Linked DNA regions of Zea mays: region 2 is linked to region 1. The links are chromatin contacts, called in public Hi-C maps. All regions are on one chromosome and are shown on one strand. Each heading gives the region's core, a stretch centred on a gene start, on an enhancer-like site or on the middle of the called end of the contact. The rest is flanking DNA. Distances are from core to core; before and after follow the strand shown. Region 1 holds the start of LOC100276548. Region 2 holds the start of LOC100272459 (RNA binding protein).

Region 1 (4,527 bases), core at 1,083-3,582:
CGACCCTTCCAACATGCCTGAGTACTATCACTATGACTCGAGCTGAACATGCGAGTATTGTGAAATAAGTCGATCTATGTGTCGTTGCCTCGTTGGAGAGGTGTAAAAGAACTTGTATTTGAGTATTGCGAAGTTCGCTGGATGTTTATTGCATGAGAACTGGAGTTTGTGGTTGCATATGTATGTTGTATGTTATTTTGATGAACTCATGTTGTGTGGATCAATTAATATTTACTGTACAATGTGAATTGAGCAAACTACAAATAAATCATGCCAAAATTTTCATTTTTTTCTGCTAAAAATAGTAAAAACCACTTTATTTCACGGTTAACCGCCGATTTCTACCGGTTTTGCGTCGGTTTTTCGCCGATAAACCAATTTGAATTCAAACTGATTTGGTTTGGCCAAACCGGTCGGGTTTTACCGGTTTCTACCAATTTACCGGCGGTAAACCGTTACCGGTGGGGTGCGGTTTTTACATCCCCACCGGTTTTGTAAACCGTGGCCTGAACTCAGCTAGTAGAATCGAAGAGCAGACGTCACACCGTTCTTGCATCGCAAGCGTTACCCCTAAATTTTCCCCCTATATCACTTTTTGGGTCACATCATCAATATTTCACCCCCTATGTTTTCATCTCCTGCAGCGGTTCCCCCTAAATACTCCCCCTATACCCCACTACAACTATAAAATAACATTTTCTATATCTATTACCAATTTTTTATCTACTAACAATTACTCGTGGCTCCACAACACAGTGCTGTAGGGGATGAACAGTGATCCCCTTGATCTGGGGGCACGCACGCCCACCCCTACGACTGCAGCGCATAGGGAGCTCTCTAGCGTTAGCCGCTGCGGGCGTAGAGACCCCCTACGCAGGGGAGAGGGCGCGGTAGCGCAAAGCGTTGAGGATAGTCTCAAGTCGAGAGTGGGAAGGGGAGGGAGAGGGCCGGGGCCCACGCGCAGTTCCCGAGGTCGGTGGCGCCATGCGCTTGTTGTTCTCCTCCTATTCTCTCTCATGTACCCGGCGTCGTCCTTCATGCTAGCATAGTAGCTCTGTGCATACGGATATGTACTATGTAGCTGGTATATATAGATACATAACCTAGTGTAGACAGACAGGTAGGTATAGTAGAGGATGTCGTCCAAGAAGCTGTACAGTACGTACGTAGGGTCCTAGCTAGCTGGTGCAGGGCAAGTGCACAGCAGCAATAAAAGCTACGTACGTACTCGTAGGCTGCTCTTGTACAAAGAACAGAAGAGCTACGGACGGGATCGATGCATGCATGGACCATTCGGAACGATGCATGGTATGGACCATTCGAACAGCAGCAGCAGGCCATGGGTATATACATGGGTATATATACTCCGCGCTAACAAACACCGAGGAAATGCTGTCTAACTGCTCGACACAAGTTGGGGCTCAGAAAGGCCCACGAGGCGAGAGAGAGAGGCAGAGGACACGTACGTGTACGTGGGCCTCCAACGGGTGAGCCCACCCACCCGCCTGCATGCCAATTGCCAATGCAGGAGCCAGGGATGCGCAGGGAAACTGATACGGGCGAGCCGCTGCCGCCCCAGAAGCCGTTTTCGACGCATTTGTGGGGTCAAACCTGCGGGCCCCGCACACGGGATCTTCTGTTCTGAGGCCGGGGCCTCGTCATCATATCATTCTCCCAGCTTGGCCGTCTTCGTTTTCCCGAGATTGATTGAGTATTAAGAAATGTTTGCCACAGAAATCAATCCATTCGATTCAGCTGCCGTGGCATGGCATGACAGCGAGGATGAAGGGGAGGAACTCCATGGCTTGGCTTTCATCAGTGTGGGCGTGGGCGTGGGCGTGGCCAAGAGTTTCTGTCATCTCTGAATATATGCCATCAAGAGTTCAGTCTCAGTCAGTCATGAGCGTTGGAGCTTTCAAAGCCTGCCTGTGCCCGCTAATTACTCAGTCAGTAGATTAAAGGGCATCATCACACACTATCACAGGGCAGAGAGCTTTACCCGACGCCCAGGACGAATCCTCCTGGAGCCTAGCACTGTCATTATGCCCTAGCTAGGCCAGGCCTAGGGTTCACAGGTCGCAATACAACAAAAAACCAGATTGGGGGCCTCACTGCATTCTACTGCTGCGACTAGTACGGTACACACCACAGATAAATCAGCAGCAAGTTCCATGGATTAATGTAGTACTACTACGTATTTGTTACTAGCAGCCTACTACCTTAATGGCAACTGTTTACCATTTATCAAAGGGAATAATTGTCCCCCCCTTTCATTCCCCGTATCTTAATCCCCCGTTGTCCGTCTCCTCCCTCCACCGCAGGCACACACACCTCCCTTTTTCATTCGAGTTCGAGGAGAAGGCGGCGGATGCGGCCATGGAGCTCGACGAGCAGGCCTTCCTGGAGGAGATCCTCTCCCTGCGCAGGGACGCCTGGGACTGCAATGTGTCCATGGGGGACCTCTTCGCCCCGGCGGCGGCCGCCGCCATTGACTGCTCCTTCCACAACCAGCAGGCGCCCACCGTCAGCGTCCTCCCCACCTTCACCGCCTCCTGCGCCGAGCCGCCGGCCTTCGACTGCCTCAGCGAGGTCTACGGCGCCGCCGCCGCGTTCGGCGGGCCCAATGCCGGCGACGAGATGGCGTTCCTCCACGTCGCGGAGCCCAAGGAGGCGCTGCAGCTGGACAACAACGCCGGCCTCGGGGTGTGCAAGGTGGAGCCCGGCCTGGTGGAGAGCGACGGCGGCGGCGCCGCCGCGCCGACGCCCGCCCCTGCGGCGTCCAAGAAGAAGAGGGTCGAGGGGATGCCGTCCAAGAACCTCATGGCCGAGCGCCGCCGCCGCAAGCGCCTCAACGACCGCCTCTCCATGCTGCGCTCCGTCGTGCCCAAGATCAGCAAGGTGAGAAGGACAAAGAGGGGGGGGGGGGGGGGGGGGGGGGGGGGGGGATCTCTCCTTTTTTCTTGGTTCTTTGTCCACCTCGTCGGACAAGAAAACAGCAAACACGCAATCAGTATGTCTATCTACGGCGTCGGCGGCTGGGCTGATGACTGATGAGATACGAAATGCGCGTGGTGGGTGCACAGATGGACCGGACGTCGATCCTGGGCGACACGATCGACTACATGAAGGAGCTGCTGGAGAGGATCAAGCTGCTGCAGGAGGAGATCGAGCAGCAGGGGGAGGCGCCGGCGGGCATGCTCAGCGTCTTCCGGGAGCTCAACCCCAACGAGATGGTGGCCAGGAACACCCCCAAGGTACGATTCTATCTTGTGGCTGGCCGCGATTGGGGGAAGGGGAATGCGAGGCGCGGCTGAGACGCTGATGCTGATGCTGATGCTGCGTCCTCGTGCAGTTGGACGTGGAGCGGAAGGAGGGCGCCGACACCCGGGTGGAGATCTACTGCGGCGCCAGCGCCAGGCCGGGGCTGCTGCTGTCCACGGTGAGCACGCTGGACGCGCTAGGGCTGGACATCCAGCAGTGCGTCGTCAGCTGCTTCAACGACTTCGGCATGCACGCCTCCTGCTCCGAGGTAGTCACCACCGTGACCGCTGCCTGCCCACACACACAATACATTGGTTCTAGATCTGCCAGACTCCCTTCGTCCTCAAATTAATTGGACGCGATGCAGTGCAAACAAGTTTTGCTCCTTGAATGTGGTTGCCTGACTGACTGACAGGGGGGACAATGACATCGCAGATGCAGAGGGACATGATCAGCGCCGACGCGATAAAGCAGGAGCTGTTGAAGACCGCTGGATATGGCGGAGGCTGCATGTAGAGGGCATGGCGCGGCTGTAGGAAGGAGAAGAAGAGGAGGAGCCGGAGCAGGAGGAGGCGGCAATAAATTAAGCTCTATTAAACAGCGCTAGTAGCAAGGAGCAGCAGCAGTATCGGTTCAGACTTCAGGTCCAGTAGCTGAAAAGGCAGGCAGGGCATGAGGCCAGTGAAGATATGGCATGGGGGACCTTTTTGCAATCCATTCTCCCCATCAGAACCCACTTCGAGTTAGCAGTGTGTGTCCGCCACTCCGCCTGAATCTTTCTCCTATATACTGCTGTATTTAATTAGCAAGAGCAAAGCTCTCACTGCCTTTCTAATGATTGATCAGAAGTGCCTTTGGCGACCCCTTGTCTTTCTGGACATCTATATATAATAACGTTCTTCATTCAGCTCCTCTGTTCTGTTCTGTTCGTTCGTTCATGGTTGAATTGAATTGCGGAGGGTGTCGAGGAAGGAAGCGTATCTTATGAGCAAGGAGCCCTGCTGCTCCCATGAGCAAAATCAATCCAGACCACATCCTCCACATCCAACGGTGCTGCGTCATGGGGGTTTTTGTAAAATGTACAGAGTTGCAAAGAACATTTTATAAAACCCCCTGACACAGCACCGTTGGATGTGGAGGATGTGGTCTGGATTGATTTTGCTCATGGGAGCACCAGCGCTCCTTGCGCACAAGATACGGTCCCGTCGAGGAAAGGAAGGGAGAGCATGTCTGATGCTGAAATGTTCGGTCCAGCCTATGGTCTGT
Region 2 (4,527 bases), core at 1,380-3,879, 430 kb before region 1:
TTACTATTATAGAGTAGATAAAATTATAAGTACTAGAAGAGAGAAGCCTGATAAAAGAAGTACTATAATAGTAAATACCTGTGTTGTATGATACCTACCCAAGCGATGCAGCATGAAGGCAAGGCCTGTCCACTTTAGACAACAGATTCGAAAGGCCGCTGTGATATTTCGAAGGACTCCTTGGTCTCAGGAGCGATAACGCCATGCTCTGGGTACCTCCATATGTTTCGTCGCCGAGAAGAGGGATCCCTATGTACTTTGCATGCGCCCGGATCTGATCATCACCGACTCCAAAGTCAGTACATAAGTCATCGTATTTAGGAGAGTTTCCCAAGCTTAATGACAGACATGTGTGGAGACCAAAATGTAACTATCACCAATGCTCATTAGTATTAGGGTATGTACAACTCTGAGACAGTGGTTCGGTTTTCCAAGTACAAGAGACAGTTAAGAGACTCTGAGACTGCAACAGTGGTTTGGTTTTCCAAGTACAAGAGACAGTTAAGAGACTGTATAATACAACCCTGAGACACTAGACCATAAATACAATTAAGAGTTATGGAGAATCCTCGAGAGACCCCATATTAAATGGGGTTGTGCATACCCTTAGCGCTACTCTTCAATAAACAAGAGAGTAATCCAGATGACATGCACATTATGACATTAATAAATAGTTTAGAAAGACGAAATCTTTTACATTCTTGTATAAGAACATTACTAGGTGTTGATGGTTCTCTTCCAAAAAAAAAAAAACTAAACTATCATGGGATATGGTTACCTGATGAGTGCGTCCTGTCTCTAGTCTCCACTCAACTAGTGCGGATCCGCCACCAGCAAAGACCTCTCTTACTTTGTACCTGTATGATTTTTTTCCCAAACAAAACAAGTTTCCTAAATGAGCCAAATTACACATGAAAGCCTTTAAATTAGGTTCAAGTTCAGAAAATACTTAGTTTCATGAGTTCCCATTTAGAATTCAGATTTCCGCTTTTCGCATGGTCATGGCAACCCTCTAGTGTAAATGTAAACTCATTTTTATCATTTTATGACTGGATTAAGTAACTGGACATTATTACAGCCATTGACTATTTTGACATGGGTCCTTCTAGCTCCTCACTCCTACCTGCTTACATGGGTGCTTACAATTAAGATGTCGAAACAGAATGGTCACAGTAATCAACCATATCTGAACAATGCAAATAGCTTCGAACTACATAATCAACATCGTTAGTACTAGACCTAGGATGCATTTTAATTCAAGTGGAAAAGCATTGAGGAGGCAACGTCATATAAGGATCCAAAAGAAGGGGCACAAGTGGCAGCTTGGATCACCTACTAGCAGCATTCCGTGCATATCTGTGGCCTGATCCAGCAATAGCAGTCATACGAATCCGATTGTTAGGATCACGTGCAATAGAAGCCTCAATCCTGCCAGAATTTGGATTAGGTGCGCCACAAGTAAGACTGATGTATACCCTACGGATTGTATGCAGCTTGAACTGTTCTGCTAATCGAGCATGAGAATGCTCATCCTGTCCCAAAGAAGAAAGACAAAGAAAAATGGGAGAGTTCAGCATAAGTCTGTATTATACGCACAGATTTCATAAAAGATTCTGAAGTACCAGGTTTATTTTTTAAAAAAAAAATGGGTGGCTATCACAACTCAGAATTCAATACCTTAGCAACAACAAGAAGCCCACTTGTCCCCTTATCCAGCCTGTGCACAATACCAGGGCGCACAAGAGCATTCCGGACTTCTGAACTTACATCTTCAGCAGCAAACTGATCCACATGAAATACATCAGTGTCTTCATCCGTAGAATCCGGGCATTCATCACCAGCTGAGCTGCGTGCTAAACAGGTAAATGTGGAGATCTTGCAGTGATGAAGTATAGCATTGACTAATGTGCCTTTGGCATTTCCTGGCGCCGGGTGAACAACCATATGAGCCGGCTTGTTGACAACAAGAACATGGTCATCCTCATAAACGATGTCCAGCGGGATGTCCTCCGCCTCTGCCCTCAGCGGCTGTAGCTCTGACACCGTGCAGCTGACCAAGTCCCCTCCCTTCACAGTATGCGAAACCTACAATGCACAAAGTGAAGTACAATTGGTGCTGCATGCCCTCATATACCTTGTGAATTGTCTCGTCCGGAATCAGAGTTGTAGTTTAAGCTACAAATCAGCTACAATAATGTATAAGCAGCATATTCCACAGTTCTGCTAACACAAGGATCATCCGACCTCGCTTGACAGGAAGCAAACAGAGCCTAGAGACACGGGGTAGCAGTGGCACCTTGGAGACCGGGCGGCCATTGACGGCGACAAGCCCGGCCCGGATGCTGGCCTGCACGCGCGCGCGGCTAACGCCCCCGCCGCCGAGACGCGCCGATATCCAGGCGTCTACCCTCGAGCGCCCCTCGCCGACGGGCACGGCTTCCTCCAGGCGCGTCCCGCCGTGGCCTCCCTTCCGGCTCTCCGCCGCCTCCGCGCTCGCGTTGGAGGAGGCGCACCTCGCGTAGAAGGCTCTAGGCCTGCTGCTACGGATGTTCTGGCAGCGCATGAGGCCCGAGAGGGTGGTGGCAACCGCCGCCGGCGGTGGCGCCGTCGCAGCTGCCATTGAGCTGCCGAGGGGGTGGACCGGTGGAGACGTGAGCACTGAGGGAGAGGATAGTGTGTGGGTAGATGGGCCTGTTGTTGGGCCAAGGTTGTCAAAAAATGGGCTGTAGGTCACAACGAATTTCTTGTTTTAATTGAAAGGAGCAATAGCATGTGAGTTTCTGCCTGCCATACGTGACTTGCTCATGCATCAGTCGTACAGTCGACTTTCTTTATTTCGCCTCACGGGTGGATGTGTTTTTTCTCCTCCTCATTGATCCAAACAAAAGGGAAACATTTATATTCATAAAGTCAAGTAGGGTTGTTTTCAAAGGGAGTAATGGACAGACTTGTGTTAGGCGATTTAATTACATCCCTTTCAAAAAATCTATATATGTAAAACGTATAAAATGTTAGGATTTATTGAGTTTGACTCGTTTATATAACTAACAATAAATTCGAAAATAAATATCAAAGACCCACTCACTAAAACGATACATGAATATCTAGGACACTAATGCTGTTTAGAGCAGATCGTGCAATTTCGGGCCTGATCTAATTCAAATTATTTAAAATTTAATTAAGTTTATAAAAAAACATTGTCGACATGTATGATTCTAAATAGCTATACTATGAAAATATATTTCACAATGATCCAGCTTATGAGAAAAATACAAATGATGCCATTCTAGGCCCGGTCAAACTCAAATTACTCTAAATTTAACTAAATTTGTACAATATATCATCAACATGAATAACTTCAAATACATATACTGTGAAAATATACTTCATATAAAATCCAATAAAACTTAAACTTATTTAGTACTATATTGTCGGGGACCATAATTAGGGGTACCCTCAAGACGCCTAATTCTCAGCTGGTAACCCCCATCAGCATAAAGCTGCAAAGGCCTGATGGGCACGATTAAGTCAGGGATCAGTCCACACGAGTGACTCGATCACGCTTCACCCGAGCCTAGCCTCGGCCGAAGGCAGCCGACCTCGAGAGACTTCCGTCTCGCCCGAGGCCCCCTTTTTATGGCGGACACATCACCGGCTTGCCCAAGGTCTTGGTTTCGCTCAGAAGCAACCTTGACTAAATCACCACACCGACTCACCAAATTGCAGGGGCATTTAACGCAAAGGTGGCCTGACACCTCTATCCTGACACGCGCCCCCGGCAGAGCCGAGGTGACCGCCGTCACTCCACCGCTCCACTGGCCAGTCTGACAGAAGGACAGCGCCGCCTGCGCCACCCCGACTGCAGTGCCACTCGACAGAGTGAGTCTGACAGGCAATTAGGCCTTGCCAAAGGCGCCACGGCGAACTCCGCTCCGCCCGACCCCAGGGCTCGGACTCGGGCTAGGACCCGGAAGACGGCGAACTCCGCTCCGCCCGACCCCAGGGCTCGGACTCGGGCAAAGACCCGGAAGACGGCGAACTCCGCTCCGCCCGACCCCAGGGCTCGGACTCGGGCTAAGACCCGGAAGACGGCGAACTCCGCTCCGCCCGACCCAGGGCTCGGACTCGGGCTAAGACCCGGAAGACGGCGAACTCCACTCCGCCCGACCCCAGGGCTCGGACTCGGGCTAGGACCCGGAAGACGGCGAACTCCGCTCCGCCCGACCCCAGGGCTCGGACTCGGGCTAGGACCCGGAAGACGGCGAACTCCGCTCCGCCCGACCCCAGGGCTCGGACTCAGGCTAAGACCCGGAAGACAGCGAACTCCACTCCGCCCGACCCCAGGGCTCGGACTCGGGCTAAGACCCGGAAGACGACGAAACTCCGCCTCGCCCGACCCCAGGGCTCGGACTCCGCCCTGGCCTCGGCCGGACGACTTCCGCCTCGCCCGACCCCCTGGCTCGGGCTCGGCCACGGCAGCAGAAGGCAGACTCAACCTTGGCTTCGGAGGAAACCCCACGTCGCCCT

Evidence for each region. A called contact is a pair of places that touch in the nucleus more often than the background predicts.
Region 2: a contact with region 1 is called in a Hi-C map of tassel, with 2.2 times the contacts expected there. The contact joins the promoter of LOC100272459 here to the promoter of LOC100276548 in region 1. A contact is called at or near these places in 2 of 25 Hi-C or Micro-C datasets (ear and tassel).

Annotation. Positions count from the first base shown.
Region 1 is chr6:92,875,382-92,879,908 of Zm-B73-REFERENCE-NAM-5.0, reverse strand. LOC100276548 reads left to right here and starts at 2,332. Exons shown (of 4, transcript NM_001374062.1): 1 at 2,332-2,898; 2 at 3,084-3,254; 3 at 3,353-3,529; 4 at 3,697-4,168. The coding sequence starts at 2,377. The coding sequence ends at 3,777.
Region 2 is chr6:93,309,202-93,313,728 of Zm-B73-REFERENCE-NAM-5.0, reverse strand. It overlaps LOC100272459 (RNA binding protein), which reads right to left and starts at 2,629. Exons shown (of 6, transcript NM_001146932.1): 1 at 2,297-2,629; 2 at 1,678-2,085; 3 at 1,333-1,532; 4 at 779-857; 5 at 99-274. The coding sequence starts at 2,620.